Linked DNA regions of Mus musculus: regions 2 and 3 are each linked to region 1. Evidence: chromatin contacts called from public HiChIP or PLAC-seq data. All regions are on one chromosome and are shown on one strand. The core of a region is the stretch at or near the end of the contact, and the rest is flanking DNA. Distances in the headings are between cores, read along the strand shown.

Region 1 (4,111 bases), core at 474-2,973:
TCATTCCAGGGACCCTAACCGGGGTTTCTATGGGTGTCAGGCTGCTCTGACACAAAACAGAGAAGGAAAGGGGAGCTATTATGTTGTAAAATATTGATTTGGATGTTTATTGGCTTGTTTATTTGTTTATTTTGCTGCAGAGAAATGAGAACTGGAAAGAGCATACTGGATATCAGCTAATGTTTTCTGAGCTTCAAATGCTCTCACGGTTTTGGTCTGTAAGTTGTCCCCGGTGATGTTTAAGTCTTGTTTGTTTTGTTTTGAGACAGGTAAGACAGGGTTTCTCCAGGTACTCCTGGCTGTCTTAGAACTCATCGTGTAGACAGGCTGGCATCTAGCTCTGCTCCACCTGCCTCTTCCTGGGATTAAAGGTATGCACCACTGCCTGGCCTGATGGGTAATCTTGACTGGACTAAAAGATGCCCCAGTAAAGCCTGCTTCTGGCTGTGTCTGCCACAGGGCCTGCTACACGGGACAATACATAAGTGAAGGCAGTGTCACCCTACAGGCTGCAGTCAGATAATCTGACCCTCCTCGTCTACCCCATCCTGCTGCCTTACCACAGGCCAGGAGGCAGTGGGGCCCAGGCTGAACCCTCTGAAATCATGCTACAAAGGAAATCTCTTGGGCTCTAAGTAGCTTTTCTCAGTCATTTGTCACAGCAGTGGGTGTCTAACTAAACGGCCCCGCTCCTTTCACTGTCCTTCTGGACCCTTGGACCGGTCAGTTCTTTATGATCTCATTACAAATGCCCGACATCTCAGGGAAGACAGGAGAGCAAGGCCTCCTCAGAGCACAGAGGGGTTGACACGGGTCCAGAACTTTTATACTGCAAGTCTCTGGTGGCTCCCCGCCATTTAAAAGCATGTGTAGTGTTTGGCTCTGAGTTATCTGGCTGTGACATCTGTCACCTCACTGATCGCAGGGTTGATTTGACTGATCTGGCTGGCTAGGCAGGGGTCTAGCCCTTCCCTTGCTGCTCCATGTTCACCTCTTCTGAAGCTGTGTGCTTGATAGCCTTCCCCAGCATAAGTCTGCTCTTCAAGGGTATACGAATAGCTGTGCTTGGCCCTCTCTGCTGGCTAGTTATTGTTGACTAACCCTCTCCACCAGAGTATCATGTCTGTGAAACATATTATCATTTCTATTGATATGGGAGGGCCTAGCGCACTGTGGGTGGTGCCATCCCTAGGCAGGAGGACCTGAGCTGTAAGAACTTTAGCAGAACAAGCCCAGGAGAGCAAGTCAGTAATGAGTACTCCTTTGTGGGTTTTGCTTCCGTCCTGCCTCCAGGCAGCCACCTTGAGTCCCTCTTGATGGAATATAAAACTGTAAGCTGAAACACTCGCCCCATCCACATGGGTTTAGTCAGGGTTTTATACCATCAGCGGAAAATCAAATAGAATAATCTCCAAACAAGTGCCCAACTGTGGATCAGTATAGTTGAAATTGCACATAGAAATCCTATGGAAAAATTGTATTTTTTACATTAAACTCTTTGGTTTAGCTTTTATAGCCTTGATTTGAGAAATCCTTTTGGTTTCCCAAAGATTCATGCATTTTATCACTTAGAACGTTTTGGAGCCTGGACTTGATTCAGTCAAACTCTCTTTGAGTCTTTGGCTGGTTTCCACAGTGGGCTATTACCATTTCCTGCTGCAGGAAGGCAGTGCCTTATGCTGGAACTAGATCACAGAAAACCTGCAATAGCCACTTCCTCCAGGCACTCGTGTGTCAGCAAAAGCTGAGTCCCCAGCAACCGCCTCCGAGCCTTCCCCTTTGTTTCCCTCAGTGATGCTAGGGTCTTGAAACTCAGCCCAGTACAATCATTGGTGTTTGAGCTGGCAACTGGGGGTCTAATTGCCAACTAAGATGGATATCTCTGGCTCTGGAGAAACAGCTGGGATAGGACATTGTTGCTTCTCTGCGGCAGGCAGCTCATGGTAAGTAGGCACTGTGGGCATGGGGCAGCTCGAGGTTCAGCAGGATCCTCAACGGCACCACGGCATTAAACAGAGGGACCCATCAGTTAATTCTAGGGGTTAATATGTAATTTCTCAGAAGTGAGATCCAAAGGTGGTTTTGCTCTGTTTTGCCTTTTAAGTTCCAGGCCTGTGGTTGGTTAGATACCATCATTAGAAGGATGCTCCGGGGCTGAACAAACAATGATGAGCAATTATCTGGGTCTGCAAAGCAGATGTGTTTAGGAGAGATTGGAGGCAAACTGTGTATAAACTCTGACAGTTATCCAATTGTCATGCTCTGGAGCTGGGGATAGAAGCTGTGCAAAAACTTGTGAGAATGACCATGATAACAAGGCAGGCAACATATGGTGGCTGGGCAGTGAGAAAGGAACTGGCTACCATGAAGTCTCATGGGTACTGACTTTAAGATGTACCAGGGATATGTCAGGAAAGGGGGAACAAAATGTGTTTCCTTCTTAAAGAAAACAAATGAAAGGACCTTGGCTTAGTATACTAGCCTGTTTGCCTGGAAACCTGATAGAAATAGATGTGAGCTGTGTTGCCAGGCAACAGGGCTTATAGAGAGAATGACCTATGACTGACTGGCCAGCCTCATAGGAACTGAGGGAGGCCATGAAGAAACATAACTGATATGATAACCCCGAGCTTTCTCAGTGCAGTGACTTGCCACTGGGCACTTCCCTGGATGAGGCCAGGGAGTTCTGGCTGTGGGATCCTAGTGGCAGGAGGAGTCTGATGCTACAGTCCTCACCCTTGACCTTTGACTTAGCTCTGAAAACGAGTCCTTGGTCTCTGGGACTCTTTCTGCTATTTCCTCTACATTGTCCAGGGGAGCTATCACTGGGCAAGGTGTCTTGGATTCTGAAAGATCTTTCTAGCTGAGACTAAGCCTGTTAAGAGTATATATGGTAAGAAGAAAAATACTGGGATTATTTCTCTATTGTAGGCAAGAGATCAAACAAACAAACCAACAAAAATGTGAAGATTTCTTTGTCCTTGTTAAAGACAGCAATATCCTGGTGTGATGTGATGACCCCACCAATAAGCCAACATATGCCCTTAGCATCCAGGACAGCCAGTGTCTGATGGTGTGTTATGCTTAGTCAAGAACTATTGGGAAGCTGATATCAATACTCAGTTACCTTATTTCAAGCCTCGTGTGAGTTATCCGGGCAGATACACATCAGTCTAACCCTTCCCTCAAGCAATCTGCATCTGCTTTGACGGAGACCCCTTAGGACTTTGTCATTTTGTAAGGGAGGGGAATGGTGAATGGATAGTTACTCTTAGAGTAGCAGAAGTAAGCCTTCTGTTGGGGGCCACTTTAGATAAAGTGTCCATTTGTTTTTCCACAAGCTCATGCCCGAATGCTCCAATCAGCTCATCTTCTGCCTACTCTGTAATTATCATCATCGCCATCACTTCCATTATCATCGTGGTCAATATTATCATAGTTTACAGTATTTTCTGGGAACTGTCATAAACACTTTATTTAGATAATCTTACTAAATTACCAAAATTGCCCCCATTCTGCAGATGCAAATGCCGAGTTTGGACCAATAGGATTCAAACCTTGGTGGCTGCCTCCAGCATGCACTCTTTGCACTGCTCTGCTTCCTCCTGCCACTCTGGTGACATTTGCGTGGAGGTGAGGTGCCCTGTGGGTTTTATATGCCTGAGCCATAAAAAGTTAATGAACTGAGTCCTGTATCTGCCTGGACATAAGATGAATTCTTCAAATGTTTTATATACACTGTGGATTTAGGTCAGATGTTGTACAAATATATGTCTCACTTGGAAATGGGCTATATAGAAGTTACAAAATGTTCTTTCCTGCACAGGACTTTAAAGATGCACATTAATAAACAGACTACTAGATCCAAGTTTAGAAATTAATATCTAACATATTCCTGTTAAGACTCTGCAAATGGGACTTCTTTTAACTTCAGTGAATGTGTGCAAGCTTAATTTTATTTCATTCTTTTGGAAAAATCTTAGAAATTTTATTTTGAACTTTACGTCTTAAAAGAGAATGTTCTGCAGATTTTTAAAAACACTGAATTTTATGAAGCACAGGAAAGCAGAAAGCTATTTAAGCCGTCCAGTTTTGCTTGGAATTGTCCCAA
Region 2 (4,111 bases), core at 678-3,177, 950 kb after region 1:
AGGCTGGCCTCTAAACTCCTCATTCCCCCTTTTTCAGACTCTAGAGTGCTGGAAATACAGTATGAGCCCCCATACCTGGCTCAGTCACTTTCTAACTGACTTCAATCTATCTCATATATGAATCCCAGCAAGTGGCCACATAAGCTACACAAACCCAGTCACACTGCTTTCACAATGGCAACCAGACAGTACTGCTCAGTCCTTTACAGAGAACTTTAATAGTCCAGAAAAGATACCTTGTAGGGTATCTTAATCCAAAATGCCAAGAGGGTCCCCCTAGGTAATCATGCTTGCAGACTAAGGGCCCGAATGTTTTCCTAGAATGAGAAGCGCCTAGTGAGCTATCACTATTGTTATTAAACGAATCATAATACTGTGAGCTTCAATTTCATGCCAAGAAATTAGAGATATGTGTCAATATGTAAACTCAAACACATAATCTGCAGAATTTTTATACTTTTTTAGATTTATTTTTCTTATTATTGTGTGTGTGTGTTGTGTTTTCTTGTTTGACACAAATGGAGGGTGGAGGATAACTTTTCGGGAATCAGTTCTCTCTTCCCACTGTGATTTTGAGGCAGGGTCTGTCTTACTCCTGGCTAGTGCCTCTGAATGAGGGTCCTGCCTACAGCCATGCTCCTGTCTGAGACACACGCCGAGGTTTGGATTACAGACTTTGTCACTGGCCCATTATGTCACTTTCAATGGGAAAAATTGGTTGTGTTTGCTATTTTGAGACTTAGAGGGTTCAAGCAAGTATTATATGCCATTCAAGGTAGCCCAGGAGGAAGAGTTATGATTAAAATAATTTCTTAGCATCACATATCCCTACTTAACTGCACCCCCTTTCTGCTAGTCCAAGAGATAGGCCTCATCTTAATAACACTACAGATATGTGAAACTGGAAAGGATGAGCTATATCACAGATGGTAGATATATTTAGACATACTAGTAAATCAACCTGACAAGATGTATATAACTTAACAGTCAAATTCAAATAGCCAAGCTTCCCTAGGAAAGGACTACATGGGGAAAAAAAACCAAAAAACAAAAACAAAATTGATCTGCTGAGTGAATGGTAAAGGACATATACAACAACACGTCCTGTCTTGCCTTTGCTTAGTGCAGGCATCACCTACTGCAGGAATCCAGGCCAAACCCAAGAGCTGCATTCAAGACCTTGTTAGGAACTAACAGAAGCTGCAGCATGAGGAAACCCTCTGCTCACATTTGGAGTGCGATCTAACAGACTGTGAGCCTGACGCTTTAAGGACTTGCCGGCTATAGGAGTCTAAACACCCTGAACTTTGACGCATACCACCAGGGCCTATGTTTATGACAAGGTCTACCATTACCATAGTATTTATTAAACCTTCCTAAAATGTGGTTTACTGATCTGCAACTAATAGCTTAAGTTAATATTAGAAACACCAAGACGTCTAAAAACCTGCGAACACACTGCTGAAAACTGATGCTCTTCAACGCATTTGTCAGACAAAAAAATAAAAAATCAATCAAGAAAAAGCCTGGGAAAGTGGATGCTCCACGGTGGCAATGGTAAGGACCGAGGGGAACTGGAGTCCTGATCTAAGTCGCTTCGCCGACCAGGGCTTCTTGAGCAAGGCCATCTGGATACCCCGAGGAGTCTGCAAGGTGTGCATTCGGGATCTGCGTGCAAACCAAGGGAGCCACAAAGTTCGCCCCTACACCGAGGAACAGTAACAAAGACACCACCAGTATCACCCTGGAAGGTCGCTCACGCCCCGCGTCCTCCCTCACCCGCCGCCACCGCCCCGGCCGTCAGAACCCGGCCCAGGTCTCCCGCGGATGAAAATGGGGCTTCCAGCGTCACCTCGCTGCCGGCAGTGCTGCACCTGGCAGTGCTGCCCAATGTCCAACTCCGCCATCTTTCCACCGCCGCAAGGGCAGGGGGCGGGGCAGCGCTGGGAACGTCAGTCCGGAGCGGGCAGGACCGAGGGCGGGGCGTCCTGTGAGGTGGGTGGGGCCTGTAGTGGGGCAAGGCGGGGCTTTCGGGGGCGGGACCCCCGGTGGGGTGGGGCGGGACTCCGCGATGGGGCGAGGCGAGCATGCGGGGCGGGGCCCACAGGAGAGGCGGGGCCTTGAAGACACTTGCGCGCTTCCTGGAGGTTCCAGCACTCTCCAGAAAGAGAAGAGACTTAGTAGAACTCAATTCTTGTAGCTGAGGTTCTCGGGCTCAAATTTGAGAAAAACCTAGCTCCTCTTTTGGAAACTGCACTCGCTGTTCTCTACATTGAGTCTCCAAAATTGAGAACTCCCTCACGAAGATTTCTTGATTTCTTAAGTAACTGTATTCCCAGGAGCCAACAAAGACCTGGCAAGAAGGAGCTAAAGGAGTCTGCAACCCTATAGGTAGAACAACAATATGAACTAACCAGTACCCCCAGAGCTCATGTATATGTAGCAGAAGATGGCCTAGTCGGTCATCATTGGGAAGAGAGGCCCCTTGGTCTTGCAAACTTTATATGCCCCAGTACAGGGGAACGCCAGGGCCAAGAAGTGGGAGTGGGTGGGTAGGAGAGTGGGGGGAGGGCATGGGGGACTTTTGGGATAGCATTGGAAATGTAATTGAAGAAAATACCTAATTAAAAAAAAAAGAATGCTAGCAAAAAAAAAAAATGTTATAGCAATCAAGAGAGGTACCGGGACACTGATTACTATATTGTCTTGATGTTTTAGTTTGAAGTAAATGCCCTCACCATGAAAGCATTAGGCTTTTGTTTTTAATTTAAAGGCTTCTTTTAATTATTTGTTAAAATTCTAGTAAGGAAAAAAAAAAATACATGCAACTAAAGTGTACATCGCTCCTCGGTTAGGAGAGCACACTGCAGAGGCAAGCTCCTAGGTCATAGGATGAAGGGAGCTGTTTGATGTCTGACGAGCCTCTTCATTAGAACTAAGGGGAGGCCTTGCCTTGTAGGTGGGGTAGGAAGGGATGTCTTTCTACTGACAAGACACTGGACACAATCAGAGTGGATGAGTGACAATCAGCTGCAGACCTGAATAGTCTCCCATGTGACTTAAGGGTACTCAAATGCTCTCCTGAAGAGTAAAGTGAATACAATTGCCACACACCATACTTTTTCAGTGCATTCTGGATATTCGAACAGACACCACAGGCTTGGGCAGCAAACAGTTTTTTCAGAGAGCTAACTCCCAGCCCTTGCGATTTCTTGAATCTAAGGCTCAGCAACTTACGTTTTACTAATGTTGGTACAGTCAAGCAACAGTAGATTTTCTAGAATGTTACCGTGACTGAATGTTCTAAATAGATGGCAAATATATATCCCACCAATCCAATCAGAACATTTCTTTTTCAGCTCTTGGAGATCTCATAGCAGCCCAAGACTAAAGTTTAGCTACTCCTATCCCCGAGTCTCCTTTTCTGGTTTTTTCTTTAGATATTATTTACCAAAATCTATCTCTCCATCTATTTGTGTTCAACCCCTTTGTTAAATATATCCTCACTGATGAAATTCCAGTGATAAATGAATCAGAAACTCCTCTACCTCCATACTTAGTCATGACAACTTTTTTTAAAAACATGAGCTCTCGGGCTGGTGAGATGGCTCAGTGGGTAAGAGCACCCGACTGCTCTTCCGAAGGTCCGGAGTTCAAATCCCAGCAACCACATGGTGGCTCACAACCACTCACAATGAGATCTGACTCCTTCTTCTGGAGTGTCTGAAGACAGCTACAGTGTACTTACATATTAAAAAAAAAAAAAAGAACAATAAATAACAATAAATAAAGGGGTGGATGTAGTGCACACTTGTATGTAGTCAAATATTCATACATGTAAAATAAAAATCTTTTAAAAAAAAAAAAAAAAAACATGAGCTCTCCATTTCTAGCAGTCTGTTATGAGTACATGCTCTGTGTTATTTGACAATAAAACTTAAGTGCAAAATGAAGGCTTTTTTTTTTCCTGTACCATTCCATTTCTAACTAAAGCAGTCTACTGCACTAGGAAGCACAAATGCATGCCCAAACCTGCCCTTTCTTATGTGTGCCATGGAAATGCCCCCTAAACACCATGGAGTCTTCTTTAGAAACATTCTTCATTCTCTAT
Region 3 (4,111 bases), core at 1,009-3,508, 870 kb after region 1:
TCCCTGGTCTCATAGAGTCCCTGGTCACGTGGAATAAAGAGCACAAGCTGTGTCACCAAGGATCATCTGAGACGGTCTGTGTTCTGAGCTGCAACACTTGGGGAAAGTCTCTCCCCCAAAGCACTCATCATTGGATATTTGGACCCACGTGCCTGACCAGACCCCCATAGCTCACAAAGGCTTGTCCAGGGACCCCAGCACGGGAACCTCTTTAGTCCTTTTCTAAGAGCCATAATACTATTTCGGCATTCCCAGCTGGACCTGAGTCCTTTGTCGAGGACTCCACTGCACGCACGCATGCACGCACGCACGCACTCGCCACCTGTGCGGCAGCAACTGACTTTCCCCAGGGAGAATCAGAATCTGGACCATGGACCTCACACATTCTAGTCCCCTCTGAGCTAGTGTAATGGTGGCATTCAGACACCCCAGGGGAGAGGTGGAATCCAGAACCATAAATTATGAGTCCAACTGTCATAAGGCATAACAATATTGTTTCATATTTAAAATGAAATCAGTCAAATTCATTGAAGTTTGATCATATACTGTATTGGAATTTAGAAACAAAAAGGAAAAGAAATGGATCGTTTCTCCAAGGAACCACAGAATAGTCAATGCTAAGCTATATGGCACTCCTCATAGTTGCTTTGGGGGATGGAAATAGAAGATTGCTGTGTCGGCTTCTGCAGTAGGTGGGAGCTGCTCACTGGAAGGGCGAGCTTTGTTTTTTCAGGTGATTGTGGTGAGGAGATACTAGTTCAGCCGCCAGAAACCATGCAAGGGAGAGCTCAAATGTTCACATACTCACAGCTAGAAAATAGAGATCTGTTGGAAAATACTGTTGTTCAGTGCTGTCAGACTGAAGAACTCACTTAAGCCTCTAGGAATTGAGGCTGGGTCACCATGAATGGAGGACTGGGCTGCTATGCAGTTGTTCTAGCATCCACACCTGTGCTGGGTCACAGTGAACGGAGGACTGGGCTGCTATGCAGATGTTCTAGTGCCCACACCTGTGCTGGGTCACCATGAACGGAGGACTGGGGCTGCTATGCAGATGTTCTAGTGCCCACACCTGTGCTGGGTCACCGTGAACGGAGGACTGGGACTGCTATGCAGATGTTCTAGTGCCCACACCTGTGCTGGGTCACCATGGACGGAGGATTGGGCTGCTATGCAGATGTTCTAGCGCCCACACCTGTGCTCTGTGCATACCCAGCTCCTTTTCATTCTGACCACCTCCAAAGCAACTTTCAAACTGAATTTGCTGTAGGGGAGGCAGAAGCAGGGGTCCATTTAAAACAGGGACCGGACACAGGGAGAGCTGTCAGAATGGAGGTTGGTAGAGCAGGGGAGGGTTTGTGTATGAACAATATGTGAGACAAGGGAACAAGTTCTAGAAGAAGAAGGAAGCAAAGATGTCCCCTCCCTGTGAACTTGGGAGAATGAACCGGGAGTGGTACAGAGATGATGTTCAAAAGGAACAGGCCATCTTCCCACTCCCCAGCCTGTGACTTCAGCTCTGAACACCTCTGAACACATAACACTCTACAGATAAATCCAAGCCTCACATTTCTTTGAGGAAATAGGTTGACTACAAGATGTCCCAACAGGTTGTGGTGATTTGTGCCTGTCATTTCAGTCCTCAGAAAGCAGAGGCAAAGGGGAACAAGAGGCACAGACCAGAACATATTATGTAAAGACCCTGTGTCTATAAGGCAAGACCCTGCCTCTAAAATAAAATGAAATTTAAAATACCAAAAGCAGAAACCCAGATGCTACCACAACACATGGCATATGCCCTAGATTATCCTTCTCAGGCATGGGGAAAAAATGTGTAAAATCAGGTTTTTCTGCATTCCCCGTCTCACACTTTGGAAGAAGTCATTTGGGTCTGTAATGACCTCAGTTTGAAAACTGCATTGGGGTGGGAATGAGCTGGGACTGTCTGCGGACACGGATCCCAGGAGTGGGAAAAACTCTTCCAATGAATGCAAAGAATGTATGTAGTACACAGGTTGTAAGACGATGTCAAAATAATCCAGACACCAATTCTCACAGCACCCAGCTCACCTGGCAGGTCTAGGCCATGTCTACAGTAAGGCCTACGATCCAGCATGTTATCAGCTGTGCCTCCAGAGTTCCTGACATCACTTTTCATTCAGCTGACACCTCTGAGAAATGGCAAGCCCAGAGCCTCCCGTCCCCTGCTCTCTGTGATGGATGTCCCCACCTCCTCCATGTTGACTGAACTCCTCTGGATTGGACAGCTGCCTGCCTCCACTTGCCCTCCTTGAGTCACAGAACACCAAGGCTTCCTTTGAAGCAAGACCACAGAGTACAGCATTTTCCCTCTGGGGGATTGCTTGTTCAAACAGATGTATGAGTGCTCGTTGGAGAAACTCACTTGTTCCTTTGTGTTTGTTTTCTGCATACAATGAGGAAGAATAAAAAGAGGGTAATCAGGGACTTCCAGGTTTCTTATCAAGGCAGAAGAAAACTAAAATTGAATATTAGCAATAATGTAGCATTAGAAGTAACGTTTCACTTGCTAAGGGTCCTGTCATGTGGATCAGGTTTTCTTTAACATCACAAGTGTGACAGAGCATGTTACCAAAGTGTGTGTGTAACACATGCACTCCATAGACAAATATAGATATCACACTCCATAGTTAAACGAAAGGACTATTTGTATGTCTCTTTCTCCCTCCTCCCATTTAGCTCCTGCCTTACACACTGAATTCAGTGTCCCTGATGTCAGTGAAAAATCAAGCATGCTCTTGCAAGCAAGGCTTCAACCAAGCTAGTTCATCTGACTCATTCCAGCGTCTTAATTACTATGTGTTCTCTTTAACAAGAGAGGCCACTGTTCTTGTTTAATTCAGCAGGTTCTGGCAGAAACATTTTAAGAAACCTGATTGCAACACTTCCTGCAATTTACAGTTACTGTTTTACCTGTGCCCCAGAGTGCAATAGTAGACCCCAAAAGCTGTGGTTAAGACAGAAACTGTCAGGCTTTACCCCTTGTGCTCACTCACTCCTGTGTCCATTGGTTAATTGTCCATAAATCCTGGATTCACTGGAGACATGTTTCAGACATGCTTTGAGTCTTGTGCAACTGACTGAAGCCAAAGTTTGGAATGAGAAGGTTTTTACTTTTATGAGCATCTAGTGTGTGTTTTCCCCCATTTCTTATATCATTCAAAACTACCTCCATTAATAGGTTTAGTATTATCCCCATTTTATAAGTCTGGAAGAGTGAGATTAGTGAAGGAAGTGAGCCTTCCAAGAATCCATAGTGCACAAAGTAGAGAAATGGTGGATGTACTCAGATACGTGTGGGTTGTCTGCAGGTCCAGTGTCGCTCAATATCTGGGATACACCACGGCACAAAAAGAAGAAAAGAGCTTTCCTTTCCTTTCTTTCTCTGTGAACACAATCTGCAGGCCTGGCAGAGAACATGCTAGAATCGCCTGAAAGCCTTTTCAAACATGAGTGACCATTATTCACCATGGCAACAAAATCAGACTGAGAGCAAAGCCTGAGCACGGGAATTTCTCTTAGAAGATTCACAGTCAGGTCATCCCCATGGAGCACACAGGTCATCCCATGGAGCACACAGGTCATCCCATGGAGCACACAGGTCACCCCATGGAGCACACAGGAATAGTTCCTCTCACGAAATTACACTCTACCCAAGAGCTTTCCTTCACTGTGTGAGCGAGCGTTAGAAAGAATAAAAGTTCTCTTTGGTGACATCAACAATGAAATGAACAGACTTTGCATAAATCAGATTACTTTTACTGACCTCATCTAATCACTTGATGGAGCAAAGGACTAACACTGATTTCCTCCACCAAGCAAGGAGGAATTCTGGCCATCAGTCAGCCTTCTGATCTCAGAGGCAGGTTCCATTGTTGTTGTTATTGTTGCTGCTGCTGGTATTTTTTGTTTGGTTGTTTGTTTGGTTTGGTTTGATCTTATTTGGTTTTTGTTTTGGTTTTATTTGTTTGTTTGTTTTTCAGTTTGTTTTGTGTTTCCAGCTTGCTGATATAATGCTACAAATTTTAGTCTTATACATTCATAATTGTGTAAATGAACTCTTCTCCCTAAT

Evidence for each region. HiChIP or PLAC-seq counts read pairs in DNA pulled down with a chosen protein or histone mark.
Region 2: an H3K27ac HiChIP or PLAC-seq map of T-cell acute lymphoblastic leukemia shows a contact between it and region 1, with 5 times the contacts expected there. The contact joins the promoter of Zfand1 here to the promoter of C030034L19Rik in region 1. A contact is called at or near these places in 2 of 39 promoter capture datasets (the C10 cell line and pre-B cells), 2 of 115 datasets of contacts at active chromatin or transcription factors (T-cell acute lymphoblastic leukemia and bone marrow-derived macrophages) and 1 of 9 other capture datasets (liver).
Region 3: an H3K27ac HiChIP or PLAC-seq map of T-cell acute lymphoblastic leukemia shows a contact between it and region 1, with 8 times the contacts expected there. The contact joins the enhancer-like site here to the promoter of C030034L19Rik in region 1. A contact is called at or near these places in 1 of 15 datasets of contacts at CTCF or cohesin (the NIH/3T3 cell line), 4 of 115 datasets of contacts at active chromatin or transcription factors (DN3 thymocytes, T-cell acute lymphoblastic leukemia, double positive thymocytes and 1 more) and 1 of 9 other capture datasets (macrophages).

The regions. Positions count from the first base shown.
Region 1 is chr3:9,401,297-9,405,407 of GRCm38.p6, forward strand. It overlaps C030034L19Rik (RIKEN cDNA C030034L19 gene), which reads left to right and starts at 1,724. Exons shown (of 4, transcript NR_160691.1): 1 at 1,724-1,943; 2 at 3,522-3,633.
Region 2 is chr3:10,349,390-10,353,500 of GRCm38.p6, forward strand. Zfand1 (zinc finger, AN1-type domain 1) reads right to left here and starts at 1,928. Exons shown (of 8, transcript NM_025512.3): 1 at 1,853-1,928. The coding sequence starts at 1,907.
Region 3 is chr3:10,275,328-10,279,438 of GRCm38.p6, forward strand. It overlaps a transcript of Fabp12 not described here. Among named protein-coding and RNA genes, the nearest start is that of A930014E01Rik, 21 kb to the right of the region's middle. Within about 2 kb of position 2,259, at least 42 of the 459 cell types and tissues checked have an H3K27ac peak or open chromatin away from gene starts, as enhancers often do. A contact at or near this core is called in T-cell acute lymphoblastic leukemia, where this site is marked.